2 separate regions of the Columba livia genome follow, and region 2 is linked to region 1. Evidence: chromatin contacts called from public Hi-C data. All regions are on one chromosome and are shown on one strand. Each heading gives the region's core, a stretch centred on a gene start, on an enhancer-like site or on the middle of the called end of the contact. The rest is flanking DNA. Distances are from core to core; before and after follow the strand shown.

Region 1 (3,909 bases), core at 829-3,328:
ATTTTAGAAGATGCTGGAGAAAACAGATGAAATAACAAATAGGTTGTATCTCAGTGATTTAAGTAAATAACAGAATGCTCTTCATGTTGCTCTAAAAATTGTTTACATTGAAAAAAATTAAGGAGTTGGCTTTGGTTTTATTGTCCAAATGTTTAAAATGACATTTTTGTGCCAACCAACGCTGAGAAATATACTGATTTTTCAACAGGTGGGCTTGTAAAAAGAATCCTAGAAACAAAGAAAGATTATGAGGCATCACAGAAATCATCAAAGACAACGGAGAGGGTAAGATGGTAATGGCTTTCGTAGAGCTGTGAATATTAAATATTGTAATTGTGACCTTTTTCTCTGCCTTAAATGTGTTTTTTCCATTTATGAGCAAGCTTTCTTCCTTGATGCCTTGATGTGTTATGCTGCTTCTTTTCTCCATTAAGCTGTCAGATATTGTCACCATCTCTGTGTAGTGCTCTTTCTCACATTTAATTTTTGTGGTGTTTTGTTTTCTTCTTTTATTTTTTTTCCTAGTTTGGTTTTCCTGGGAGCCTTCTTTAGCCTATTATTGTTTTCCAGAACAAAGTCTGCTTTTTTCAGCCTTGCCGTAGGTGTAGTAGGGCACACTCTGCATTTGTACAGCTGCACCATTGTTGTTTCAGTCTCTGGGTGTTTAAAGAACAGTATCATACTGCTCAGCAATCATTATCATTGTCTTAAAAAAAAGGGATCTCTGGTGTTGTTAACCATATAAAGTATTTTTGTATCACCAAATATTTCCCTCATAACATCCTAGCACACCCCAGCATTCAGGTCTGAGTATATGAAGTGATTTGATTTTATTTGATTTTTTCCCACTATCAATGGTTTGGAATGGGAAGGTTTTGTTGGTTTTGGCTTTTTGTGTTGCTTCAGTTTTTTTTGTTTTATTTTGATCTCTTAGACCCCTCGGTCAGTTGCCAAGGGGAGATGCTCTGGAGCCAACCTCATCCACATTGGAGCAGCTGTCTGAAAACAGTAGTGACTTTTGAACCCTTGACCACTTGACTGTCTCTCTTGGCTTTATCAACTGTAGTAATTTGCAATGAGTAATGATATTATGAAAGCTTATGAGGAAAGTGTACAACAAAAAAAATAAATGTCCCTAAGGAACTAAAGCCATGGTGGCCAGCAGACTGTTTTGAAAACTCAGTTTGACCTTATAATCGCCTCTACAATCTGCAGCAAAAGTGACACAGTGTTAACTTTTAGGATTGGAATTTTGGACGGATAAAATCAACAATTCTCTTCTCTGAAACAGAGATACTACCATATACTTTTGTGTACAGTGGTAATGGGTTGTGCTGCCATACAGACAAGCATTTTCATTTCTTCCCCAGCAAACTGAGAAAGTTGGGATGGCAGATCAGACCCTAGCGGGAGTATCTTCCCATCCAAAGTTTGGGATTATCTGAGATCCGGGCCCGCTTGGCTGGAAGAAAATTCTTTCCAGGGCTGAGATTATAGAAAGAAATGAATTAGTAAAATAGGAAAATACCTTTAGTTTTCCTGTTCACGATCTGTTATGAATAATTACAGATTTATCCAACTTGCTGAATTATATACTGTTTACTACAAATGTGCGACTTGTAACGTCTGTGTACTGATCATTGAAACACTGTTGGCTATTTCTAATTAATGTGTCTGATGTGAAAATTCACCTGCTTGAATAAGTTCTGTCTTTATATAACTGCTCGAAGAAAAGGAAGGTTAAAATTATGTTGCTGTTTATGTAGTAGCTCTAAAGGTGGTTACTGGAATGTGTGTTCAGCTGGCACTTGCGAGAAAAGGAGATCCAGCTGTTCCTGGTTTTGTAACTAGGTGGTGCTGTTGAATCAGTCTCAAGACTAAGTGTTGGGACAGCATTAGTTGTTCATTTAATAATGCCTTCCACCACTACATAATTGTGCTGTAGGCTGTACTGTTTGGTCTTGTATCCTGTCAGCTCAAGCACTGGACATAGAAAGGGACAATGAGGGAGCGTTTACAAAACCACATGGATTTTATGCTCAGGAAGCTTCCTCTGGTGTTTGTGCTAAATTTTCTGGGGCTTTTTCTGAATAAGACTAAATGATTCCCTTTTAACCCTTAGATTTTTTTAAAATGCATGCAGACAATTGCGTCCTCCTACAATAACCATTTAGTCCCGTTGCCTGTTTTCAGTCTAAAACATTCATTCAGTCCTTGTTTGTCTTTTGTTGCATCTTTTGAAGCATTGACCTGCGTTAGCAGCACTGATAATAGACAACTAATTCTGGAAAAAAACGTGCTGACTTCCTGGTCCATCACGTGAAAACTTGCATGCAGCGCTGAGCTCCTGGAATATCATCTGATCTCCTATCCAAGCAGCTGGCTGCAAGTGCGCTAGGTTTCTTTGCTGCTACTGCTTTTCAAATTATTTTGAAGAAGGTGCTGTGATCCAGAGAGGAGAAGCTTAGTTCTCCTGACAGCAGAGAGAAAAAAAAATCAATGGAAAAGAGGATTAGAAATGCTCAGCGTTAGTGACTGGGACTTGACAGATGTAGTACAGAAAACACCAGCTGGAGACATTACTGAATCCTGGAAATTTATTTTACAGGGTAGAGACACTATGATGCGGGAGACAGTAAAAAATACATTGCCAACGTGGTGTTGCCTCTGGGAATATTTCAGGGACCAGATATGCAGAGGGTGGCAGGTAGGGGTCTGGCGTGCTCGTGTGACCTGTGAGCATGGCTCATCTCTGAGGGATGTTCCTAACACCATGAAGAAGAAAGCGGCAGGATTTTTTTCTTGCAAGACTGCAGACCAGCAGTTTTGGGGAGGAACAGTTACAGGTCTGTGGAATCTTTTTGGAGAGAGGCAGCAAAAGTAATTAAAAAAGAAGGAAGAGTTTCAAATGGTTTATTCCAGCCAAGTGGTCTCCAAGTGGAACCACGTCCTGTTGTGTTGGTGGGACTGTGAGAGCGGGTCGGTGAACTCTGTGTTGTGTTCAAGTGGCCGTAGGTTCTGTGCCAGGTCTGGCTCTGCAGTCTGCTGGGAAGCAGCATCCGTCTGACATTTGACCATTTCTCCCCAGACTGTCAGCTCTTTTATTTAATTTGTTTTCCATCAAACTCTCCAGAAGAAATATCTTCTACACCAGTGTGCAACTGTATTCCAAAACATTATGCATTGGAGAGTGGTATGGAGTTGTACTTCTTTATTCTGGAGTAAGATAACCAAAAGTACAGTGAAAACGTGAAAGAATTCTTGTTTTGGGAAATCACATGTGGTGAAATGACAGTCATCCTTGTGTCTGTCAGTGAGAATGTTCATCTTTCCTTGTTTCATTAGACTATTCAATACATACAAAATGAATGAAATATTTTCCTAGTTATATTCATTAGTCTTTAAAGTCTTGTTCTTCTGCCAGTTGGGCAGAAAAATCAGTTTGTAGTCTGAGTGCTGGAACTTTTAGCTAATACTTTATTAAGTCAAATATTCAGCAATAAACTGATTAATGGATCTACCTGATTTATTATGGATTAATCAACTAGAAATTAGGTGAAGTTGGTGAATTAATACTTAATCCAGAGGTAACACTGGTGAACTCTTGGGGATGTTTCACGCCTTTACTTCTAACTGCTGAGGAGCATTTGTTTGTGTTAAAAGCATTCCTCTGAAACCTGGTATGTGCTGCATTTCCCAAACATGCATTTGCTTTTTAAGAAGTTTTATAAAGAAAAAGAAGAGAAAAGAAGAGTGAGAGTTTCATAATGTAGGTTTTGCATGTGCAGAAACTTAAAATAATATACATAATTTTCAGGTCAAACAAAGAGGTCATTCTGGAAATACACAAGATTTTTGCTGTCTTGATTAGCTGTGTTCAGCCTAACAAATTCCTAAAAAGACTTCCTA
Region 2 (4,223 bases), core at 167-2,666, 110 kb after region 1:
TCGAAAGGCTAAAGTTCAGAACAGGAGCTGAAATTACTGCAAAATGCTTACTTTCAAGTCATTACATCAGCAAACCTAACGTCCCTGTCTTATGAAGAGAGTGCATGATCTCTACCTTGCTGGTGGCTGGCAGCAGAGAGACACCGGGGGGAAAGATCTCAATATAATTTCTCTATCATATTCCTCCAGGTAGCCCTCATAACTAGCTCGAAAGGAAATAAGGGCTAGCTGGACCATTTTATATTTTACAATTGTTGGATGCTCTTCTTTGGACCATGCAACCATGCCCCCAGATTAATGCTATTCCTGTGGACTCAGCCAAAAGTTGTTCCTAGTCTCCTGGGCATCGAGGTCCTTCTGAGAGCACAGCCACAATAAAGAAAAAGAGTCAGAGCTGCACTTGCCCCGAGGGAAGCTGAATTATGTTCTGAATTGATTTGAAACCAATCCAATCAAAAGAATGAAGCATTCCCCAATCAGGTCAAACTGACCAAAATGAAGTGTTTCATTTCAGGTCCGTCTCCCCCGAACCTTCAAAATAAAATAGAAAGAAAAAGAAATATAAAAAAGAACAACACTGCAGGTTTTCAGCACAATCACATTTCTTCACCAGGGGAAACAACAAATCTGTGGAAGTGGCAAGTTTCCTTGGAAAAATCTCTCTCATCAGCATTTCTCCACTCTGCACAACTTTCAAAAAGCCCATTGCTCTGATCTTGAGGCTTCCCAGGAATTATGGCTCAAGTGCCTCTTGTATCTGTCCCTAAGTCAAGTTCCCTGCTGAAAGGATGTTTCCCAAAATCCACTGCAACATGGTGTCCATCCTGCGATCACAACATACCTTGAAGAGGATTCCACCAAACACAGACCATCCATCCCATCGCTTTTCTAGTACTTGTCTTTCTGCAAAAAATAATGTATGTGTACACATACATCACAGGAGTGCGTGTAAAATCCCATTTTTTATTGCTAGAAAACACCACCCTCTTTGGGGATTATTGCTGCCTAGCAGGTGAAGAGCAGGACTTTCACAGCATCGAGACATTTTCTCTGTTATATGGGTCTGTGGACGAGTGCTGAAATTCAGCTGTGCTGAGCCAGGCATGCCAGCAATGCATGAGGGCCCTGAGAAAGAGGAGGAAAACCTACAGTGTTTTCCTCTTTCCTGAATGCACAGCTCAGCTTGCAGCATCGCCTTAATTTCTTTCCCATACTTGGTCTGACACTGACTGGAAAACGGTGCGGTTATTAGCCCCGTGCTCTTCGCAGCAAGCTGAAACACTGAAAAGCAATAAATTAGATTTTTCAGAGGATTTTTCTGAGAGCAGAAGACGTGAATTGCTAAACACCTGCCCCAAGAGCACCTAAGGATGCTCTAGGGAAACAGCAAAGAGAGCAGGTGAGAGAGGGCATCCGTCAGCACTCAGCCACCGAAGCACCTTTTCTCCTCCAAAAAGCCGTCTTTCAGCAAACCCCTTACAAGGGCTTTCTGTGCTGTACCAGCTAGCCAAGGAGTTGTGCAATTAGATGTCAAACATGTTTGGAGAACAAAGTGTGTAAACGGGATGTAATGCAATACTACGTGTTTATTTCTGAACATGAATCCAAGCAAATCCATCCATGACCACTTCGCAAGATGAATAAAAACTACCAGCTTCAGACGTCTTGCAGTATATTTCTTCTCTCTCCTCTTCCACTAAAGAACTGGGTTGAAATGTTTTTAATAAAACACACTTTTTTATATACATATATATATCAAAGTTCAAATAAATCTTTACTATAATCAGAAGAATGCAGAGAATTGTAAAAGTTTAGAAGGGGTCACTTCTGACCGGCCCCTACTCCATAAAGTACAGTTTGATGTCCTGTAGTTTATAGCCATACAAAAGCCCAGCTCTTCTGCATTCAGATTGGCTGTCAATGTTGTAATGATGTTTAACTGCTGACAAATGAATTACAGGTGGGGAGCGCATTGCCCATTTAAGACAAGGACTGCTTAAGTAAAAAAATCTGTCATGTTTATTTTGTTGCTTTTTTAAAAAATGTTTCTTTTTTAATTCCCTCAAGCAAATAGATTAAGGAACATCATAGCCTGTCAAGTAATGTATGTCTATAAAAACACCACATCTTTTTGATGCATCTATCATGTGCTGGAGAGGAGAGAGTGGGGTTTTCTTTCACTTGCAGTGGAGCTTCTTTTTATTTTTTTGCCACTAATTATGGAATTTCTCATTAAAATAACAAGAAGCATGTCTGGCTGGGATTCCAGCACATGTTTTCACTTTTGGAAACCAATGGGAACCGTATGCTTTCTGCCTTCTTCCATGTCCCATGCAGCAATAGCAGTGCCCAGCCCAGCACCAGCATCCATGTCCTGTTCCACCAGCCCCATGGCCAGGTGCCAGGAGAAGACACTGTCCCAAAGCAGAACCAGCTCACACCAGGCACAGGGCTGATGCCACCTTCGCCACTTAATTTGAAACTTTTAAACTTCACACTATTACCCAGGACCTGCTTTCTGTTTCTTTCTCCTCTTAGGCCTTTGTCCTCTCTTCCTCTCACTTCTTGTCCTGTTGCATTTTTTCTCATGGCAAAAACTAACTCATGCAGACCTGCAGCGCTTATTTATAAACACTCCTTGAATGCCAAAGCACCATGAACAATCATTTCCCTACAGTTCACAGGAACATTCAAAGCGCTCTGAAACATATTTTCGACATAACTCATCACTTTGAAGATGTGTCCAAGCTTTTGTTCCTGTTTATTGACAGGAAGTTGTTTTTCATTGCTCAAATCGGGAGGGGGACGGTGGGGAGGAGGAGGGGGGAAGAGGAGGAAGGGGGTTGCCAAGTGGTTGAAGCCGTGCCCTGCAAAACCCGACCCTGCATTCCTGGCAGGCATGCCGGCTTCCCCCAGCCACCCACCACCCAACCCCACTCTTCTCTGTCAAGGGGGAAAAAACATCACCAAAGCGTCAAAAGCGGTAAATGAGAGGAAGGATGGATGCGGGCAGGTGAGAACAGAGGAGAACCCCGATTATCCATCATATCTATGGAAGACAGGGTGTTTTTGGGGCACTCCTTGCCCCTGGAGAGCAGGGGTGAGGCACAAGCCCCCCCATTTCATCTCCCACAGGGAGGCAGTGCTGGGGAATGGGCCAGCACAGCAGGATCATCCCCGTTTGCAACTGAGAGGCTTCGGGGAAATGGTGACTCATGGCAGGGAGGAGCAGGGAAGGGGAAGCTGGCTCAATTACACCAGCTCGAGCGGCTCACAGAGGGGCTTGTTGGGCTACTCTCCATGGAGTTGGGCAAGAGGTCTTCCGGGTGGCCAGCTGAGGATGGGAGTCCTTCCAGACAGGGCCAAAGAGTGAGGGAGGAAATGTGGGAACTGGGCAGATGGTCATGGGAGAGGGTCAACACAGATGCCTACCTGCTTGCTGCTGCATGCCAGGAGAAAGAGTCAAGGACACCTAGGTCCAGCTTCAAGTCTCAGGCAATGTCTTCAGGGCATATCCTCTGCTGGCTTAAACCATCCTGAACTTCAGTCAAGAGCAGCATCCTTTCTTGAAGGGCCTGGTGATACTCATCTCCTGCTCCATGGGCTGGTCCTGGTGGAGGAAGCCAATGGAGGTGCAGAACAAGTCCACGGGGTGTACAGGTATGAGCCAACACAGACTGAGATGAGGACCTCAGCCAGCCAAAGAGGGCTTCTATCACAAGAAAGCACCATGCAAAATGCAACAGACCCATTCATCTTGACCTCATGGACACATTTGAAACCACTCAGCAGCCCTGGCACAAATCACTGCTGCACTCTGTTTAAGAGGGAAACGAGAGATTTTAAATAAGGTTGTATCAACTTTTTATATTGACAATGGGACTGGTTATTATATACTGTGTGCCTGAGGTTCTTCCACTGAAAAGACCGTAATGCAACACTGGGGGCAATTCTTGATTCTACTTACTCCCAATAATTATTATTTCTTGGCTTGTTGCTACACTATATAGTGTAATGTTACTGCCTTGAATGGTATGTTAACTTAGTTTTTACTGATACCATGTGTTCCCCCTCTTTTATCCCAGTAGTGTGTCAAGAACTGTTTTGCTAAGGATGGTCAAGGGAATATGATTCTAATATTACTGTAGATGATATAAAAAGTTTTATAGACAGTATTCTACGTTTGAACTGGGAGCCCAGAATTCAGCCATGAGGGCCTTAAT

What was found. A called contact is a pair of places that touch in the nucleus more often than the background predicts.
Region 2: a contact with region 1 is called in a Hi-C map of crop, with 4 times the contacts expected there. The contact joins two enhancer-like sites. A contact is called at or near these places in 2 of 2 Hi-C or Micro-C datasets (crop and liver).

What each region holds. Positions count from the first base shown.
Region 1 is chr7:34,944,638-34,948,546 of bColLiv1.pat.W.v2, forward strand. TRAF3IP1 (TRAF3 interacting protein 1) reads left to right here. Exons shown (of 14, transcript XM_065069226.1): 12 at 209-285. Among named protein-coding and RNA genes, the nearest start is that of TRAF3IP1, 30 kb to the left of the region's middle. Within about 2 kb of position 2,079, at least 1 of the 3 cell types and tissues checked has an H3K27ac peak away from gene starts, as active enhancers do.
Region 2 is chr7:35,052,770-35,056,992 of bColLiv1.pat.W.v2, forward strand. It overlaps LOC135579886 (a long non-coding RNA gene), which reads right to left. Exons shown (of 11, transcript XR_010473763.1): 6 at 3,433-3,610. Among named protein-coding and RNA genes, the nearest start is that of ASB1, 78 kb to the left of the region's middle. Within about 2 kb of position 1,417, at least 2 of the 3 cell types and tissues checked have an H3K27ac peak away from gene starts, as active enhancers do.